Regions from separate parts of the Mus musculus genome. Here region 2 is linked to region 1. Evidence: chromatin contacts called from public ChIA-PET data. All regions are on one chromosome and are shown on one strand. Each heading gives the region's core, a stretch centred on a gene start, on an enhancer-like site or on the middle of the called end of the contact. The rest is flanking DNA. Distances are from core to core; before and after follow the strand shown.

Region 1 (5,038 bases), core at 1,467-3,966:
ATGACCAAATTGTTTATTGTCATGGAGTTTTATCACAACAATAGAAGGCCTAAATAAAACATTCACCTATAGTGAACATTTTATATTAAGATAGTAGAGAAAATAACTTAATATCTAATAACTAAACAGAAATTACTCCTGAAAATAATTTTCTTTTTTTTTTTAAATGTATATGAGTGCTTTGCCTGCATAGATGTCTGTGGATCACTCATATGCTAGGTATCACAAAGGGCAGCAGAGCACTGGAGACCCTGGAACTGGGATTACAGTGTGAGCCACCAGGAATCAAATCCAGACTCTCTAGAAGAACATCCAGTACTCTTGACCACTGAGCCATCTGAAAATGCTGGGGTTGGACAGGTTTTTAAATTTTTATATGCCATTGGAAATTTCAGGAGAGAAGAATGAGTAGAGGATCAGAGGGTCAATGAAGGTCTAATACGTTTGAAAATATTGTTTAAAAAAATGTGACTAGAGACAGCTTAATAGTTAAGTATAATAATATTCTTACAGTGTACTACTCTTGAAGAAGACTGGAGTTCAGTTCCCAAAACCTACATCAGGCAGCTCACTACTTAAACTCCAGAGGATCAAGCGGCCGTTAATAGGCTCCTTTAGCACCTGTACTGCACTCATATGCACAGACACATACTTAAAAAGTAAAATCAAACTGAGCAGCTGTGGTGCATGCCTTTAATCCTAGAGAAAGGTAGATCTGAGTTCAAGGCCAACCTGGTCTACAGTGTGAGTTCCAGGACAGTCAAGATTGCACAAATAAACCCTGTCTTGGAAAACAAATTAATTACTTAATTATAAATAAATCTTTTTAAAAGACTGTTACTTTGTATACTAAAAAGAAACCTAAATTAAGTCAAAGAATGTTCATGAAAAATTAAAGTTGAAATGCCTATAGAGGGAAAATTGTAAGTGCACATATAAAGAATGATCTACTCTATGTATACTCCTATAGAGAGAGAATAAGCTTTTTTAAAATGTTACTAATAGTAGCACTCTAAGACTAATGTTAACTTCTTGAACTTTATTTTTCCTAATATCAAAGAGAACTGTTAATTTTACCAGGTAACAACATAATCTAGTACTTCTATTATTGTCTCAGTAGAACAGGATGTAGAATCACTTAATCACTTGAACAGTACCATTTAAAAACAAAATGATTAAAAATTTCTAAATATCTCTTTAATAAATCAAAGGTAATTATTGCTATTTCTGACAACAAAGTCAAAAATCAAATAACAAAATATACCAGCAGAGTAAAATCTGGTGCATCGGTTTAAGCACTACACCATAATCTTTTGTTTGTTTTTTATGCTGGGGAAGCCACAAGGTCTTGTTCATTTTAGACATATACTACCACTGAGCACATTACATTCCCAAGCCCAGGGTCTTGTTATGTAGCTCAGACTTGCCTCAAGCTCACAATCCTCCTGACTCTGTCTCTCAATGTCTTGGTCTATATGTATAATCAATTTTTTAAAGCTCTAGAGGTAGAAACAGATATAATAAGTCCCATATTTTAGTTCTATTTCCAATACCTTCTGCCCTAGACAACCAAGTCACTTTTACAAAATAAAATAATTTCTGAAGAGATGTTATTATTCTCCAAACATCACCTGAATAACAACCTAATTTTAATTACATATACTATTATCTAATAGCTAAAATGAAGACACCCTGGCTGTCCTGAAACTCACTTTGTTGACCAGGCTGGCCTTGAACTCAGAAATCCGCCTACCTCTGCCTCCCAAGTGCTTGGACTAAAGGTGTGCGCCGCCACCACCCCCCGGCAAGACACTCTATTATTAATACCGTAGTTATAGAAGTGATAGTAGGTGGACACAGATGAAAACTGTCATTTAACAAGGTTGACATTACTGGTGCCATTCTACATGATTCATTTTCATTATGCCAGTTCTTTTTAAACTGTTCACTACATCTGGGGGCGGGGGATACAAGTGCACACACTCCATGCCATGATGCACTTGGAGGGGGTTACAGAACAACTTGTAGGAATAAGGACTATTCCTCCACCATGGTGGTCTCAGAGGTTGAATTCAGGTTATCAGTTTTGGTGGCAAGAGCCTTTGCCCACTGAGCCAGCTTGACAGAATTTCTAGAAATTCTTATGCTTAATTGTGTTTACTGTATCAACCTCAAAATTCAAAGTACACTGCACCATCTCTTCCTATACCATTCAAACACTCCCATAAGAGAGGCAGGTATTCATGGAACTATCTTAAGAATCTGAATAAAAAGTGACTCTAACCTAATTCACATAACTACACTAAATGTAGACACTATTCCTGGTTTTACTACTTGTTCTGGCCCCATACAATTAACAACCTTCTCATGCCTCAATTCAATTAACTTCTCAGAGGTTTGAGTGTAGAGCGCAGAACATGACTGACAGCTGTGTTTCTTTAAACAACAGTATGTGAGGGAAAATAGTAACAAGATTCCAACATTCTTAAGAGTTTATAAAAATTATTTTTCAGAACTTGTCATTACTCATAAAATCACTCATATAAAACTGAGTAACAGTAATATAAGTGTTAAATTTTTGAGTGCTATTTTGTTAAACTTCAAGTGGTTTAAGAGGATTCCTTCAAACCCTCTTTCATTTGCTCAATTCTCTTCTCAAGCATATTAGGCTCCATTAACAGCCAATCATGTAAGCTGAGCTGCAAGTGACCCCGAGAGTTGCCATAGCAACAGCTGCTTTCTGAAATACGTGTTATGCATTTTAAAAGCTCTCACAGAGAGGATACCACATCTATCAATTAACAACCAAAGCTCAACACAGCACATTATCCAAATGAAAGAGAAACTACCTTAAAAAGGCAACAATCTCTTAACAAAAGGGACATTTGATACACTTGACCTAAAATTCTATTGTGATTTATTTTTCAAAATGAAGCCTATAATTAATAAGATGTGACAGTTGAACACTATGCTTTTTAAAGAACAAAACTGCTTTAAGGAATTTTTAGGACTATTTTTAGCAAATGAAACATCAAGGATAATGAATGAACATATGCCACAATATACTGTCAAACTGTCATGAAGCCATATTAATGAGAAAGTTGGCCTAAATGTGGTTTACCAAAATGTTTTTCAATATTTGGTCAATGTGAACACCACAAGACATTGGACTATTTAAAAGAAATATTTTTGTAATTCACTGATAATTGAGATCACTTCCCATAGATTCCTGATTTTTAAAAAAGACGTACAGCTAGCTAGGATTTATCAGCAGTCACTATTCAACTCTGTAACAAAAAACTTTATTCTTTGAATAATTTTTGCAATGCTGGGGATATGAAACATCCAAAACATAACCTGTTCTTTGCAAAACAGTGCCAACGAAATAGTTTGTGAATGTCCACAATTTAAAAACTTAGCCTCAGCCGGGCGTGGTAGCACACGCCTTTAATCCCAGCGCCTGGGAGGCAGAGGCAGTCAGATTTCTGAGTTCGAGGCCAGCCTGACCCTGTCTCGAAAAACCAAAACAAAACAAAACAAAAAACAGCCTCAAAAAGCAATTTTTCTATAGTTCAAGTAAACAGAATGCATAAATTCATGGTATTGCTCACCATGTTAGGGGAGGTACTCCCAACAGGATAATTTAGATAAAGAACTTTTTATTAACAAGCTCCAGAAACTTAAATGTGACAGAAGATTCTATTTACATATAATTACTATAACTTTAAATTTTCAAAAACTTCAAAGAATGGATTAACAGCTAGAGACTACTGTAGTTACTAAAACAGAAGTTTAGGAAGGGAATATAATGAAGATGACAAAGAGAAACTGTTGGAGTGACCTTCCTCAAATTGTTGTGTGTCTCTATTTTTAATTGTTCGTTCAGTATCATCAAAGAGCTCAGTGCTGGCAAGATTCTCATCACTGTCATTTCTATGGACAATAGCCAGTTCTCTATTTTGTTAACATTAGTCCATCCTCACATGCATACAGGCAATCTAGGAATGTATCGGAGGTTGTCTCACTACTGACTGGTTGTAATAAAGAATTAACAGCCAATAGCTGGGTCAAGAAGGAGAAGGGCAGAACTTCCAGTAAGAGGACAGAGAGATGGAATGCTAGGTTGTAATTGATACAACAGAAATTAGAGAATCGTTCAAGTCAGAATAAAGTAAACTGAAATTCAGAGGAGAACATGGAGGAGACAGACACAGACCACTCAGGAGCAGAGAGATACTACATGGTGGGTCATAGGCTAGAAGAGTTGGGCAAAGTTAAAATGGCATCTGGAAGACAGCCCCAACAAAAAGCCTAAGCTATGAACTATAACAGAAGTCTCATGTCATTATTTATACATCAGACAGATCCAGAAAGCACCCATAATAAGAAACTTTTATATAAGTAACTGTTAAAAAAGAAATCTAGCAATAAGCTACTATAGAAAAGCCTAGTTTGGTTCCTAGCATCTTATAACAACCTGAAAAGGCCCATTTACTGAAGTATATTAATGAACTGTGTATTAATGTCCTTGAAAATTCCTGTCTCAAAGGATATTATGACTCTAAATTGTGAAAAATAGTGGTGGGGAGAGGGGTCTCTCAGTATAAAAACTTCCCTTCTATTTCATCTTTCTATACCCTGAATTTACATAAATTTGGGATATGAGAAAACACTGAACTCAAAACCTAAAACAGTATTAATACTATTATCTTTTGATTCCTACCAAATTACACACATTAATTGGCATATCCCAATGGCGTAAGTATACACACTACCATCTCCATTCTATTGGTGGCAAAACTGGGGAACAGAAAAGAAACTTACCTAATATCTCACTTAGTTGTTCAAAGTCAGCCTGACTCTATATTCTTTATCCTTAGCTACTATCCATGAAGCTTCTGCGAATAAATAAGCATGGCTTCCAATCTATAACCTAACCCTAGCAAACTAACAACCACTGCTCTATATCATACTTTCCTTTCTTCCTTTGGCTGACTTGGTTAGTATGCCAATTTCCTAGCCTGGTTTTGAAAGAGCA
Region 2 (5,038 bases), core at 727-3,226, 230 kb after region 1:
ACAGTGTTAGCAGGCAGTAGCAGTAGCAGAGCCGAGCACCAGGGCTCTTGTGAGGACGCTCATGGGTTGATTCAGATCACTGAGTTTGCCCCGACTTCTGTCTGCTACTTGATTGCGAGAACACGATAACGAATCTATCTATGAGTGTAGCTACCTCGGTTTCTTCCTGTTCGTCAACTTTCCATGCACTTTTGCTTTTTTATTTTTCGAGATAGGGTCTCACTATGTAGCTCTGGTTGTCCTGGAACTCACTTTGTAGACCAGGCTGGCCTCGAACTCAGAAATCTGCCTGCCTCTGCCTCCCAAGTGCTGAGATTAACGGCGTGTGCCACCACACTCAGAAAATTTTCATGCATTTGAGTGTGTACACATTTCTGATTGCTGGATCTTCTTAACTAAACCTTTCAGCATTATGATGGGTTTCTTTTTATTTTTGATAATATTCAATTCTTTTTGTTTGTTGCTTATATGGTATATCCTTTATAAACTTCTGTGTTCAAGTTTAAAGTGCCTTTTGTAGACAGGCCCCTAATGTGAAGATCAGAGTTAGGGTCCCCAGAACCTATATAAATGCTGAACAAGGGATCAAGGAAAACTTAGAATGCCATCTAGGGCCTGAACATAAGAGCACATGTATCCACCTACACATGTGAAAACACAGAAACACACACAAGCACACATGCACACATGAACACATACATGCACATACACATGACACACACACGTGCACACATGCATATACACATATGCACACATTCATGAAAGTGCACACATGTGCTTGAAAAGGAAGTTAAATAGTAGGGATTTATACAATAGTCTTTGTTGCTACCACCACTCAAGCAATGTCTAATGAATAATTTTTATGAAAATGATTTTTTAGAAAATAACCAGTTCGTCTCAGAAGCTGATCAGCTGCAGGAAGGAGGAGGTGGACGCCTGTGCTGTGGCTGTGCTGTCCTCGGAGCATCTCTTTGGGGTCTGGATCTCACAGACTTGAGAAGGACCTGATGGATTAACAGCCTGGTCTGCAGGACCCAGAACCCTGGATGGGGTGGGTTGTGTTTCTGTTTTCCTCTGTGGACAAAAGACAAAGAGAAGTAACAGGAGCCTACTGTGTGCACGTCTAGCAGTGACCGTCAGAGGCAGAGTGGCGTGACCATCCAAGAGTGACAGAAATAGTCTAGAGAGGTGATCCCCAGACACACAGTTACCATACGCTCACTGAAAAACAGTGGAGAAAATGGCTTCATACCTCGGACCCCCGCTTTGTCACCTGTAGTGGGGATTAAATGGTTTCTCCCCTCATCTCTGTGTGTATACAAACTCGCACTTGCAGGTTGGCAAGGAGACTGGTGGCACTGTGCACAACGGTGAGTTCAGATCATGCGGACTGTGGGGCATACGCGTGTGCTAAGAATGATCAGAGTACTCAGCCGGGTGCAAAATCTCAGCACTTTGGAGGAGCGGGAGAGAAAATCACAGCCTAGACGACACGGTGAAACCCCATCTGAAGTAAACAACCGAACAACCAAGAGTAATAAACCTCCTTTTGTCAAATCAAACTCAGACCACTGTTGGTTTGGACTTCCCTCTTTACAAGAGGAAACCCGAGGAGGGACGGAAGAATGGGAGGGCTGTTTCACTTCAAGCCAAATCCTGTCAGCACGCTCTGCTGAGGGTGACATCGAGAGAGGCCGTAGCCCGTCCATGATGGGACATGCGCGGATGCTGCTGTGGGTTCATGAAATGTCATCAGATCCTAGGACCTTGTCCACAGTAAATCACACCAGCTCTCTTCCTAAGGACAATTCACTCAGGGTTTCTCAGTCGCTCTCAGGTACTCATCAGGAACCCCTGACTAGAGGCATAACCATCACTACCTCCAGGCAGCGAGGGAGGGGTGGAGGACAGCTTCAGTCAGAGGAGGATGAAAGGAGGTGGCTTCATCTCTCTCTGCAGAGTCAGGCTCACCACCACCTCCCCCTCTGGAACCTGGAGCTGGCTTGTCTCTGCCCCAACTTCCTGGGCTTCACCAGCCAGACAAGGGTAGAGACAGTGTAACGGTTTCAACCAGGTGCTTCCAGTCCGTCTTCAGCACAGATGCCAACGGCCTCATCTCTACTTTGGGGACTCCAGGAGAGATATGTAGGGGTGTGGGCAGATATGTAGGGGTGTGGGCTGAGGCTCCCTGCCTTTGTCCTGTTCTGTATATTTCTGCCTTGACTCTTTTGTGAAGCGTGTGTTAAATGTTATATTTCAACTGGTCTGGAAATGTGCTGTTTACAGAATTAAAAATTGCATACTTACATTAACCTTCATCTTTTCTCCCCTCTCTTCTCTGCTCCCTCACCCCAGGGACTTCATTCCTCTGTTACCTAAGCTCAGAATAAAGAATTACCCCGAGCCTTCCTCTGTTACAGTTTCTCATGGGATGCTCCCTGGTTTTGCTGGCCTCTGTAGCTACATAAAGACCTCTCTCAATTATTCTGTTGTCTCTTAAGGTTCCCAACATGTGGATATTGGACCCCACCCGAACATCAGAAACAGAGCCTGCTCCTGATGGGGGGATAGCTACCTCCTCAGAGCTGGTTTACTCTCTTAGAACCCTCTTTCCTCTCTCTGTCTGTGTAACAGTTCTAATTGTCAGCTTGATGCTATCTAGAATCAGGCAGGAAGATTCTGAGTGAGGGACTGTCTAGATCGGGTTGGCCTGAGCTCAGGTCTGTGGGGGATTGTCTTGATTATGTTAATTGATGTGGCCCTTGCTTCCCACAGACCCAGATTCTCTACTTGTGCCTTCACAGAACACTTAGCATCATCCCAAAACAAAGTCCCGCTTCATGGAGCTTGGATTTCAATGAACAATAGGGAGATGATTAAACAATACGATATTACTAGTAAGCGAATTATTAGTATACCGAGAGTTTATAATAAGCCTTAAGAAAAAGTGAAAAGATAGAGAATAAAATTGGCCCAGGGCAGGTCACAGCCCTCTAAAGATGAAAATGAACACCAACACCGGAACCCACACTTCTGTCCCCATGTAGCCCCTGGTGTGAGAGATTATGTGTGATTTGAGTCACAGTAACTTGGCAACAAATCCTCAGGGGTATGCTGTCTAAAACAAAATTTATTCAGTGTTTGTACTGTTTCTATTGATAGTTCTTTAAAAAGTTATTTTCCTAAGCTATCAGATGAAGCAAATGAATACTCTTTATTCTGAAAGAACCTGACTTTGGGCATCAAAACTGCGGAGGGTCAATTGTGGACGTCAAAGTTTGCATAGGAACAGTGTGTTGTTAGAACCAGATCTTTGATGGCCAGGGTTAATGTCAACTTAAGATAGGCTAGAGTCATCTGAGAGGAGTCAACTTAAGACAAACCAGAGTCACCTGGGAGGAGGGAACTTCAGTTAAGAAAATGCCTCCACAAGACTGGGTTGTAGGCAAGCCTGCAGGACATTTTCTTAAGTAGTGAATGATGGGGAAGGGCCCAACTCACTATGGACAATGCAGTCCCTGGACTGGTCTTTCTGGGATCCATAAGATAGACAGGCTGAGCAAGGCCAATGGCCTCTGTGTCAGCAACTGTCTATGGGTTCCTTCCCTGCTGGAGTTCCCACTCTGACTTCCCTCTCTGATGGATTGGAAGTGTAAGCAAAATAAACCCTTTCTTTCCCAAGTTACTTTTGGTCATGGTGGTTTTTTTTTTTTTCTTCTTCCCAGTAATAGAAACCCTAAGACAAAATTAAACAATGGATAATGTGGAGTCACGCCTGCATAAAATGCACAAGTCTTTTGTGCCACCTGAAGTTGGAAGTCACACCATTTGAAACCCATAGTTTGGTGTTAAAAAAAAAAAGTGCTTTTGCTTTTTCCTGTTGAAGTGGCAGGGTAGAATCAAACCCCTCCACAATGCACACCGATGACGTCATTTTGGTTCTCAACGTTGTTTATCCTCCAAGAAGTCAAGGTTTTCGTAGAACAATAGCTAATTCTGTGTCTGGTCTGGAAGGGAAAGGCTTGTGGGAATTCTAGAACATTTACTCCTTGCTCCATCAGAAAACCAAGTTTTGAACAATTGGGTCAGTCAAAACTTTACATAACCAGTCTAAAAGGAGTCTCTCCTGGCCACAGGTGGGGCAGAGTTGAGCACGCCGAGGAGAAAGGCTATCCGTCAATAAAAATCTACCTGAAATCATCAGCCCATAGGGATAACCAAGAAGACGATGGGACAAACTAATTCTCAAGATGAATTAAGTCCAGTGAGGTGGCTCAGATGGCTAAAGGCGTTGGCAGAGCAGGCCTGGAGACCTGGGCTCAACCCACGCCTGGAAACCACAGAAGGGGCAGGAGGGAGCAAATGCCACAAAGGGGTTCCCTGGCGTCCGCACAGTGGCACAACACACACACACACACACACACACACACACACACACACACATGCACACACCCTCCACACACATACAAAAGTAAAAATTTGAAAGAGAGCAACAGTATGTATTTCTGCTGCTAACTTGTCAGGTCTTGGAAAGTATCTATGTCAAACAAAACAAAAAACAAACACCCTGACAGACTTGGCTCAGCTCAAGGAAGACTATAGGAGGATTATTGGTGGTTAGATAAAAGCCAGCTTTCCTCAGGAACTTGTGAAATGGGATTCCCTCTGCCAAAAGGAGTCGTGTCCCTTGCCTCTGGCAGAGGGGACATGTGGCTGTCCATTGATACATACCCATGGCTGCAGATCAAAGTCTATGCTGGCCTCCAGGTTTCCTCAGACCCTACTTACACCCCAAAGCCCAGGTTAGCACCCTGGCCCTTGCCACTCCTCCCCCACTTTGCTAACTCCCAGGCTGCCTCCATTCACAGGCTTCCTTCCTCCCAGAAACCAGCCAGCTCTCTATAAGACTTTTTCCCCTTTCCCTCGTATGCTATTCTATACCATACTCCTTGCTACTCTGGCTAGTCTCAAGACTATTCTATGACACACACACACACACACACACACACACACACACACACACACACACACACACCTT

The links. ChIA-PET counts read pairs in DNA pulled down with a chosen protein or histone mark.
Region 2: a contact with region 1 is called in an RNA polymerase II ChIA-PET map of memory CD8 T cells, with 81 read pairs. The contact joins two enhancer-like sites. A contact is called at or near these places in 1 of 115 datasets of contacts at active chromatin or transcription factors (memory CD8 T cells) and 2 of 9 other capture datasets (adipose tissue and pancreatic islet).

The regions. Positions count from the first base shown.
Region 1 is chr9:100,683,644-100,688,681 of GRCm38.p6, reverse strand. The region is part of intron 1 of Stag1 (stromal antigen 1); the gene reads right to left. Among named protein-coding and RNA genes, the nearest start is that of Stag1, 43 kb to the right of the region's middle. Within about 2 kb of position 2,716, at least 50 of the 459 cell types and tissues checked have an H3K27ac peak or open chromatin away from gene starts, as enhancers often do. A contact at or near this core is called in memory CD8 T cells, where this site is marked.
Region 2 is chr9:100,455,084-100,460,121 of GRCm38.p6, reverse strand. It overlaps Il20rb (interleukin 20 receptor beta), which reads left to right. Exons shown (of 7, transcript NM_001033543.3): 7 at 881-2,403. The coding sequence ends at 997. Among named protein-coding and RNA genes, the nearest start is that of Gm28166, 7.6 kb to the right of the region's middle. Within about 2 kb of position 1,976, at least 38 of the 459 cell types and tissues checked have an H3K27ac peak or open chromatin away from gene starts, as enhancers often do. A contact at or near this core is called in memory CD8 T cells, where this site is marked.